Regions from separate parts of the Mus musculus genome. Here region 1 is linked to region 2. The links are chromatin contacts, called in public promoter capture Hi-C maps. All regions are on one chromosome and are shown on one strand. The core of a region is the stretch at or near the end of the contact, and the rest is flanking DNA. Distances in the headings are between cores, read along the strand shown.

What was found. Promoter capture Hi-C pulls out the DNA fragments that hold promoters and counts their contacts.
Region 1: a contact with region 2 is called in a promoter capture Hi-C map of 3T3-L1-derived adipocytes, with 2.3 times the contacts expected there. The contact joins the enhancer-like site here to the promoter of Sh2d7 in region 2. A contact is called at or near these places in 3 of 39 promoter capture datasets (the 3T3-L1 cell line, 3T3-L1-derived adipocytes and hippocampal neurons), 16 of 484 Hi-C or Micro-C datasets (the 4T1 cell line, the 63-12 cell line, CD4 T cells and 8 more), 1 of 115 datasets of contacts at active chromatin or transcription factors (embryonic stem cells) and 3 of 9 other capture datasets (adipose tissue, embryonic stem cells and pancreatic islet).

What each region holds. Positions count from the first base shown.
Region 1 is chr9:54,602,697-54,607,559 of GRCm38.p6, forward strand. Idh3a (isocitrate dehydrogenase 3 (NAD+) alpha) reads left to right here. Exons shown (of 11, transcript NM_029573.2): 11 at 586-1,966. The coding sequence ends at 669. Acsbg1 (acyl-CoA synthetase bubblegum family member 1) reads right to left here. Exons shown (of 14, transcript NM_053178.2): 14 at 2,301-2,780. The coding sequence ends at 2,695. Among named protein-coding and RNA genes, the nearest start is that of Idh3a, 19 kb to the left of the region's middle. Within about 2 kb of position 1,560, at least 25 of the 459 cell types and tissues checked have an H3K27ac peak or open chromatin away from gene starts, as enhancers often do. A contact at or near this core is called in 3T3-L1-derived adipocytes, adipose tissue and pancreatic islet, where this site is marked.
Region 2 is chr9:54,531,175-54,535,754 of GRCm38.p6, forward strand. It overlaps Sh2d7 (SH2 domain containing 7), which reads left to right and starts at 2,949. Exons shown (of 6, transcript NM_173778.4): 1 at 2,949-3,147; 2 at 4,435-4,524. The coding sequence starts at 2,972.

The sequences.
Region 1 (4,863 bases), core at 310-2,809, 70 kb after region 2:
CTGCCTCTGCCTGCCACCCTTATTGCACTACTCACTCTTCCTGCCCCCATCTCTTACTATTTCTACTGTTCTCTCTTACTTCTCTTCTCTCAAAGATAGCCCTGGCCATGACCACAATGTTTCCTTTTTTCCTCTGCTCTGGACTCTTCCAGGTGCCTCTGGAAACGTCTCTTTCTTATTTACAATAAGAGCCTTCCCTTAAGGGAGTGGCCATTTCAGTGGTTTCTTTACTGCCTTGTTTTAAGACAGGCAAGATCTTGCTGTCTAGCTCTGGATGGCCTGGAATTCTATGTACAGACCAGGCTGGCTTTGAGTGTGCAAGAATCTTTGTGCCTCAGCCCCTCCGTGCTGGGGTTGGTTGTAGCAGTGCACCATCATGCCTGACTTGGGAGTGTTTCTCGGTACGCACCTCATGGGATTTCCCCAGGCCTCGCAGGGTAGGTAGGTGGTGTGTGATCGAACCTCTGCCTGAAATCAGTAGACTGGTTAGTATCTTGCTCAGTTCCTATTTCACTGAGTGCTTTAAATGTCCTTGTTTTAATTTAGTGTGGTGATGAATGTTTATTTTTCTCTTTCTATTCTCAGAGCTTAACAAAAGATCTGGGAGGCAACGCGAAGTGCTCTGACTTCACAGAAGAAATCTGTCGTAGAGTCAAAGACTTAGATTAGCACTCCTGCTGGTGGATTTGCTGCAGTCAGTCAATCACTCCAAAAGGATACCCTGTAATCCTCCTTGAGGGCGCCCACCATTGGTTTGCTTGCTTCTTGACAGAGTACGTTTTTTGAATCTGGCCTTTTCTTAACAAAACCCTTGCAATGGATGCACATGATGGCCCCAGGCCTTCATTCAAAGGGTTTTCCCAAGTGCTGGTTGTATTTATTGTCCGTCTGGTAAACCTTATTTTGTAAACTGTAAGTGAACTGTATCATTTATCATTGTTAACCCATTTTACACTTCAGGCAAAATCATTTTCCTCAACTGTAAATATTCTGATACAGAATTAATAAGAGAAGATATTTAACTTTTTAACAAAAGCCCTGGATTTTTGGTTTATGAAAAACAAACTGGGAATAAAACAGGGTTTTAACAATCGCACAAGATAACATTATTCTAATACTAATGGGTACAAAAGAAATTTACTGGGAAAGTTCACAGCAAAAAAATGGTATATTTCTTAAAAATATGGAAATAAAGTATTTGTCCTATACATGAATTACTATTAATAAAAATGTAAGCTCCAAGAAATCCATAATGAATGATGTAATTTTGTTACTACATCGGTAATCCTTGTCAAGGCCCCGGATGCTCTCTGTGTATTTGATTCTTTTGTTACCTTGAGATTCACTATTTTGGGGGAAGAGCTTTCAGATAAGGGAGATCACTCCTCACTAGACAGATCGTCAGCATTGCGAGCTGTCAGCCATGAGAGCCAGCCACTGCAGATCCCCTCCCACGTGGCCACACTCCAGCCAGTGCTGCAGGTGACCCTGGAAAGGCCTGGCTGCCCCTTGACTTTCCCTAAAGCAACCAGTCACTGCCTTCTGCCCCAGTAGCACCCATTACAGACTTAATTGCCGAGGTGGAGCTGACTCAGCCCACGCTCATACAAATCAGGCCAAGCGGGGGCCTGTGTTACCAGCTGCTGACCATCAGGTTCTGCCCCTCATTCTTCCCACAGCCTCTGCTCCACAGCATGAACCTAGCCTTTGGCCCACACCAAAGCCAAGCTGTCTTCCCTTAGCCCTTGCACTAGTTTGCAAACTCGTGGCTTTGCATAATGTACCCTGGTCCCAAGGGGATTTCTTAACAACAGATGTCCCTGTCTGGGTCATTTTTTTAAAGCTTTTATTTGGACTTACAATCTTCTGTGTATTTTACTTTAAAACTGCTGCTTTCCCTGTCTCACTGGATTGTTCTGGTTAGCAGTGGCTTTGGGTTCACAGTAATAAAGAACTTAAGAACTGACTGAGGCGTTTGCATTCTCTGCGTATTTCCTGGTCAGGTACCTTAGGGCATTTTAGCTTAGCCTGTTGAAATAGGTGGTAATAGAGTTGGCTGCTTCCACCAGACCCCATCCTTCACCCCGGTAGGCCGCTGATGATGTACTAAAGGATACTAAAGTTCTGTGAGTTAACTGTCTATGTTCTGTCCCACCTGCCCATTGACAAAAGACATCCGGTACTTGTTGCAGATCTGTTAAAAGGTTTAATACTGAAAATTACATATTAAATACAGTCACATAGGCAGCAGCAGTTTATTAAGCATCAAGCCTCTTGTGTGTGAGGTGGCAGAGTGTGGTACTAGTTTCCAAGAAGCCAGAATTAAGTCAGGCGAGCTGTGACTGCTGTCTCTGCAGCACACATTAGTAATGGGATTGCCATCCCTTTCCCTCTCCAACAGCGCCCCCTGGGAGACCTGTGAACTAGAACCTTGTAGATCTGCCTGGACCTGAAGCCAAAGTGAGCGGTCCTTCTCTTTTGGAAGGAGAATGGTCTGGCTTGACACCTGAACAGGAGCAGTGGTTAGAATTGAAACTACTTGCACGTGAAGGCATTGGAGATGTCAGTGCTCTGCCCTGAACTAAAGGGTGGAAGCAGCTTGTCACAGGTTCTTTTGCCCACTGGAGACACCTGGCGCTCAGGAAGATGCTTGCCGGGCTGGTCTCCAGCAGAAGCCACAAGCATGGCTCCTGACTACTGTTTTTGCTCTTGATAAAAAGAATCGATGATATCTTTGTACTTCTCCAGAACCGTGAGCCGTTTCAATTTCATGGTGGGTCCTAAAAGAAAAATTGGAAGAAATGAGTGTGGCCTGGGTTTGGTTTCATGAGAAGGTATCGTTTGGAAGAGAATGACTCCTGTAGGGTCATGTGTTTGAATAACTGGTTTCCCAGTTGGTGGGGCTGTTTGGGAAGGATTAGAGTATACAGCCTTAGAGGAGGTGTAGCACTAGGGTAGGCTTGAAGTTTCAAAAGATTTCTTCCATTTTCTATCTCTGCTACTGTGGACTCATAACTATCTGGAACTATGAACCCATTGGACATTTTCTTTTATAGGTTGGCTTGGGTGTGGTGTTTTATCACAGAAATAGAAAAGTGACTTAGATGGCATGTGAGATCCAGAAGTCAGGTACTAAGCCAGAGAAGCAGGATACACTGTACAGCTTCTGAGGCAAGAGTCCTTTTAGCATTATCCCACATGAGCCCCTCTGTGTCACAGTGAACTAGGCTTAGTCTGCAGTCAGGTTACAGAGGACATGATGGGTGTCACTTCCAGGGGCAGAAGTGACTTGTTTCTTTCCATTACATAATGAAATACAGCCTTGACCTGTCCCCATTATGATCCTCCCTTGAATGAACATACCCTGTCTCAGAATACAGGGAGTATGGGTCATCCAGAAACCTTTTCAGATACCATCTTAGAGTTTTATTGCTGTAAAGAGACACCATGACCAAGGCAACTCCTATAAAGGAAAACATGTAATTGGGGCTGACTTACTGTTTCAGAAGTGTAACCCATTATCATCGTGGTGGGGAGCATGGCAGAATCCAGGCAGACATGGTGCTGGAGAAGGCCACACCTTCTAATAGTGCCACTCCCCATGGGCCATAAATTCAAACACGTGAATCTATGGAGGCCAAACCCATTCAAACCACAGATAACTAAGCTAAAAATTGCCCAAAGTCTTTCATAAAACTGTGTGGTATTTGCACAAAACCATGAAAATCCATATTCTTTAAGCCTTCTCTATACTACTCAGAATCTCAAATACAGCATAAATGCTACATAAATAAACTAGTGTTTAGTAATAATTAAAAAGTTTGCATAGTCAGGTCTTCATGGCCTGTAATCCCAGCTCCTCGGAGGCTGAGACAGGAGGATCACAAATTTGGGGCTTGTCTGAGTTACACTGAGTTCAAGGCCAACCTGGGGAATTTAGTAAGATCTTTTCTCAAAATTTAAAAAGAGAACCAGAGAGATTGCTCAGTGATAGAGCTCTTGCCTGGTGTTCTGGAGGCCCCAAGAGTCAATTCCAGTACTGAGGAGAAAGGGGGAGTGGGGGGCTCTACACAGTCCCAAGAATTTTTTAAGTTTTTGGTCTGATGTTGGTTAGATCCACAGGCGTGGGACCTGTGGTTGCAGAGTATCAGCTGCAAGTGATTGTAGCAATGGAACACAGTTTCTCTTGGGAGGACTCTCAGATCATTCCTTACAGGGTAGGCCAGCTGCCATGCTAGCATGTGCAAGCAGCCTGTGGGGAACTGAAGCCTCTGGCCCCCGTCAAGCCAGTTCGAGTGATCAATTACATGAGTGTGCAAACAGGTGCCTGTCACCTGGTCTGCTCTGACTAGCATCATGGGAAACTCCCAGTCTGGCCACTCAGAAAACTGCCCGTGATTCTTGGCCCATCAAAATGAAGATAATGCTTATTGTCTTGTTTGTTATTTAATTGGGACAAGGTCTTGTGTAGCCTAGGCTGGCCCCAAACTCACTATGTAGCAGAGGCTAGCCTTAAACTCCTGATCTTCCTGCCTTCACCTCTTGAGTGCTGGGACAACAGGCATGTCCTACCACACTAGACTCCACGTCTAATGTTTAAGTTTCTCCACTTGGGAGTAGCTGTCTCATAGCAATGGCTTATACACAAAGCTCCACGTGTTTTAGGGACAGTTCATAATGGTGGACTTGGCTTTAATGTGTTGGGATGCTTAAAGTTCCAGACAATATTATAATGTCTAAAATATTTTCCTCAAGTCACTTTTCTTAGCTTTTGTTTCTTCCTTTAATACAAGGATGAAAGGGCTTCAACTTGAGGTCCTGGGTAACTTAAGGGTTTTTTGTACATAACTCAGCCCCTCACTA
Region 2 (4,580 bases), core at 1,699-4,198:
GATCTCTGTGAGTTTAAGGCCTATTTAGTGAGTTGCAACCCACCAAGGGCTACATAGAAAGATCCTGTCTAAAAAAAACTTATTCCATACTTAATTGCATGTGTGTGTGTGTGTGTGTGTGTGTGTGTGTGTGTGTGTGTGTGTGTCTGTGTGTGTGTGTCTGTGTGTGTGTGTCTGTGTGTGTCTGTATGTCTGTGTGGGTTTGTGGACATGAGTGCAGGTACCTAAACAGGCCAAAAGATGATATCCCAGATCCCCTGAGGTTACAAGATAGTTGTGAGCTGTTTGATATTGATGCTGGACATGAAATTTAGGCCAGTCCTGAGTCTAACCACTGAGCAATCTTGCCAGTCCCCTTACTTTGTTTCTGAGGCAAGGTCTTGCTGTATGACCCAGGCTGGTTTCAAACTAATCTTTTGAAATGGAGCCTAGGCTCACCTCAAGCTTATAATCCTCTTGCTTCTGCCTGCTTAGTGCTGGGATTACTGCCACACACTCCCCTTAACACATTTTATTTTAGACTTGAGATGACTCATAACAATGCTGTAGTAACAATAGTAGTCTACCAAATGGGGTCAGACTATTCATACTTAAGAATCTTTCTATCATCACCATCACTGGCATCATAATCATCAAAGCAATGGCTAATCCTAATCACGTATTTTATTCCAAATAAAGGAGCTACTGTTCAAAGGAATTAACTCATTTGACCTCTCTAACAACAAGTTGCTATGGTTTGGATGTGGCTTGTGCCCTAAGGAGTTATGTGTTGGAAGCCTCAGCGTGTCAATGTTTGGAGGTGGTGCAACCCTAAAGGGTGGTTAGAAGAAGAATGTCATTGGGGAGTATTGTCCATGGAAGGGATTGACTAATTCAGTTTTATGGGACCCTAGAGAGTTATAAATAGAGTGAGTTATTCTAAAAGAGCTAGCCTGGTCCCAAGTGATGGCTCCTTCTCAGTCATGTCCCCATGATGGCACCCACCACCCTGTGATATAGCTAAGGAGGCCTCTGACAGAGCCCGGAAGGGTAGAGCTACCCAATCTTGGCCTTCTAGCATTTACAACTATGAATTAAATAAATCTTTTTTTCTTTACAAAGTAGCCAGTCTCTGGTATTCCACTGCAGCAATAGAAAATGAACTAATATATGGGTCATATTATCATCCTCATTTCAATGATGAAGACACTGAAGTTAATAAGTTATAATATTTGGTTAAGGGTCAACACAGTTATCAAGCCAGAATCCGAACCATGGAAATGTGGCTGTGACATCTTCCCCTTCTTTTTCCGTAAATGGTTTTAATTGAAGTGGGACATGTAATTAGCAAAGAGCATAAGCTATGCTCCCATGAATTTTCATAGTGAGCACACCCCCCAGATGAGAAAGTGGAAACACACCAGCCCTTGACAGCTCCTCATCTGTTCCTAGAAGTCCATAAACACTGCCCCCCTGCACCACCACAGCCTCTGCTGTCTTAATTTTTAGCATCCTTGATTAGTTCTGCCCTGCTTTGAATGTATGTAAATGATCTTTCATCCTTTACCGCTTTGCTCCTACTCATTATAACGGCCCCGGAGCCAAACAATAGCCTCTAATTCCCAGTGTATGAGGAAACCGAGCTATCTCCAATGGCTCAACAACCTTCTGATACCCTAGGCCAAAATGTGATAGAATTGGGATTCTAACCCATGTCTGGGGGGGGGGGGGGCGGTGCTAATGCTTCTGCCACCTCAGCTTCAGTTTCTGCTGTAGAATGCTGACACCAGGATTGGGAATATTTGTGTGAATAAAGTGTTCTACCGCCTGCCCTAAATGGATGCCAAAATCCTGTCATTGAATTACTTTCCCCATAGTTGGCAACAGTCTTTCCTCACCAGGTACTTGGCTTCCTCCTTCAAAGATCCATGGTCACTCTTGGGCAAGACTGACTACTACCCATGACATGCAGCCAACACACTCTGTCTCCATCTCCCTGCTCCCCGCAGGCTGGGCTCATCTGGTGTGGTGTTACACAAGCAATCACACACATTTATTGTTTATCTACTGCCATTAGTAGTAAGTGCTTCTCTGGGAGTGTGGAGATGACTTGTCAGGTAAAGTGCTTGCTTCACAAGCATGAAGACCTGAATTTGTAGCCTCAGCACCCACATAAAAGCTGGACACACTGAGAGGCGGAGACAGGAATCCCAGGAACTTGCTGGCCAGACAGCCTACCTGAAACAGCAGTTCCAGGTTCAATGAGAGACTCTATCTCAAAAAGTAAGGTGGACACCAATAGAGGAAGACACCCGATATCAACCTCTAATTTCCAGACTTATGCATGGGTAAATACCTGTGTGTGTGTGTGTGTGTGTGTGCGCACGTGAGTGAGCGCTTTCTCTCTTTCTCTCTCATTCTCTCTCTCTCTCTCTCTCTCTCTCTCTCTCTCACACACACACACACACACACACACACACACACACACACACCACACAGAGAGTTGTCTTGTTCCCAGATTTATATGGTACACAGCAGGTACCTGATACAATCTGAAGTAAAAGGTAAAATTAATCAGCATGGAATTTCCCCACCAAAACACAAAAGCCCCAGTGAAGGAAGGATACAGTGAATTTAAATCCAGAGCTCTGTTCACAGGGGCAGTGCTGTGACTGCATCTTATGTCTGCTTTTCCACTGAGGCAAAGACTGGAGGTTGGGAAAAAAGAGGTCACAGGCATCAGCTTTTCTGCTGGCCCAGAGATCATGGAAATCCTGCCTGATCCTTACCAGGCTGCTACGATAGCCTCCTGCTAGTGACTCTAGCAGCCAAAATGCCTGGTCCCAAAGCTTCACACAGGAGAGCCATCTAATAGGACTCCTGTGTGCCACGGGCATTGAGAAGGGTGTGAGCACAGGCAAATGAGCTGCATCACGCATAGATATAAAGGACTGCAGCCATCAGGATTCACATATCATCAGTGCTCACCAGGATGGAGGGCGGCCCAGAGCAGCTCCATCTGGGCAAGGCACTGGAGGAGGCAGGGGGTGGGCGGGCCTTGGCTGAAATCCAAGAGCTGGCTCTGAAGTGGTTCATGGAGACACAGGCCCCCTCTATCCTACAGAATGGAGTTCTGCCCCCCTGGTTTCATGGATTCATCACTCGCAAGTAAGGCTGCCCCTGACCACAAGACCAGCATGATCTGCAGCTCCTCAGGGCTGGGAATATGGCCCAAGGACTCCAGAACCTTGGGCTCCTGACCTTTCCCTCACTAAGCAGGACCCTGGGGTAGAAGGGACAGATTGTAGAAGCTTTTGAAGGCACATATGGAGGGCATTTGCCTAGCGGGATCTTGGGTAGTTGCAGCTGTGGGAAGAACCACAGTGGACTGAGTAGGAGCTAGGCATGTTTAGATGAGTTCTGAGTATCTTGGTGAAAGTTAGAAGACCATGCCATGTGCCAGCACTGGAATGTTATTGTAATTGAGGTAGAAAACTGTCCAGGAAACCTAGACACATGATTATCCTGGCATAGAGGCAAGGATGTGAGACTTGGCATTGTGGTTGAGAGAGATCTTCAAGCTTCCCAAGTACTAGATGGAAAAAGGAATGAGAAACAAAGCCCACCAACCAGGTCCTGACCCAGTGTCTAACACAGCACCGGGGACAGCTTTGCGGACCACACGAGGCTGTGTTCAGGGGACCTGCAGCTGTCTTAATGCTCTGTGTTATGTCTTGATGCCCTTTGTTTGGAAATAAGGGGTCCCATATATTCATTTGGCACAGATCCCTGAAAATTATGAAGGTAGTTCTAGTGATGTAGTGATGTATTTGGTGAGTAAGTGGGTAAGGAATTATATGATCTGTGTTCTTCCAAGCCAAAGGAAAAAAATACTAGAATTTTCCATTGTACCTCAAAAACACTTGGTATCATGTAGAAGGACCCGAAGGGATGGTAGTGATTTTTTTTAAGCTCCTCTTGTAACCAAGCTTGAGACACAACAGCAGCTCTTTGCTACAGACACTCTTATGTAGTGTGCCTCTTGCACAACTACACACTTAGTCCCAAGACAGGGATCCCTACTGATGTGAAAGTTCCTGGTATAGTTCTTTCTATACAGTTATCTGAATAGAGAGCTGGAAGCTGCAGGTTGTGTCTATTGCTCCTGCTGACAAGGCTACATTGCAGGGTGGAAGGTGCCTGTCGCCTGGGGACTCACATTCAACGACAGACTGTCTTTAGTTTGCTCACTTGAGCCAGAACCAACCACAGACTGCACCTTGAAGGCCTCAGAGTCAGTCAAAGAGCTCAGAAGGTTCTCTATCAAGGGCTGAAAATCTGTCTCAATTTAGAACTCTAGGCCACTGTCTGAAAGGATCCTGAAGCAGATCCAATTCAGGCTGCTTGGTTACTGTGAGGGTACAGGTCCCAGTTAATGGTGTGTCCTCTGTCCAGGCAAACAGAGCAGCTACTCAGGGACAAAGCCCTCGGTTCCTTCCTCATCCGCCTCAGTGACCGGGCTGTCGGCTACATCTTGTCTTATAGGTAAGTGGGAAGCCCTCTATGAAGAGACAGGTAGCCTAGGGGTTCCATAACCCAGA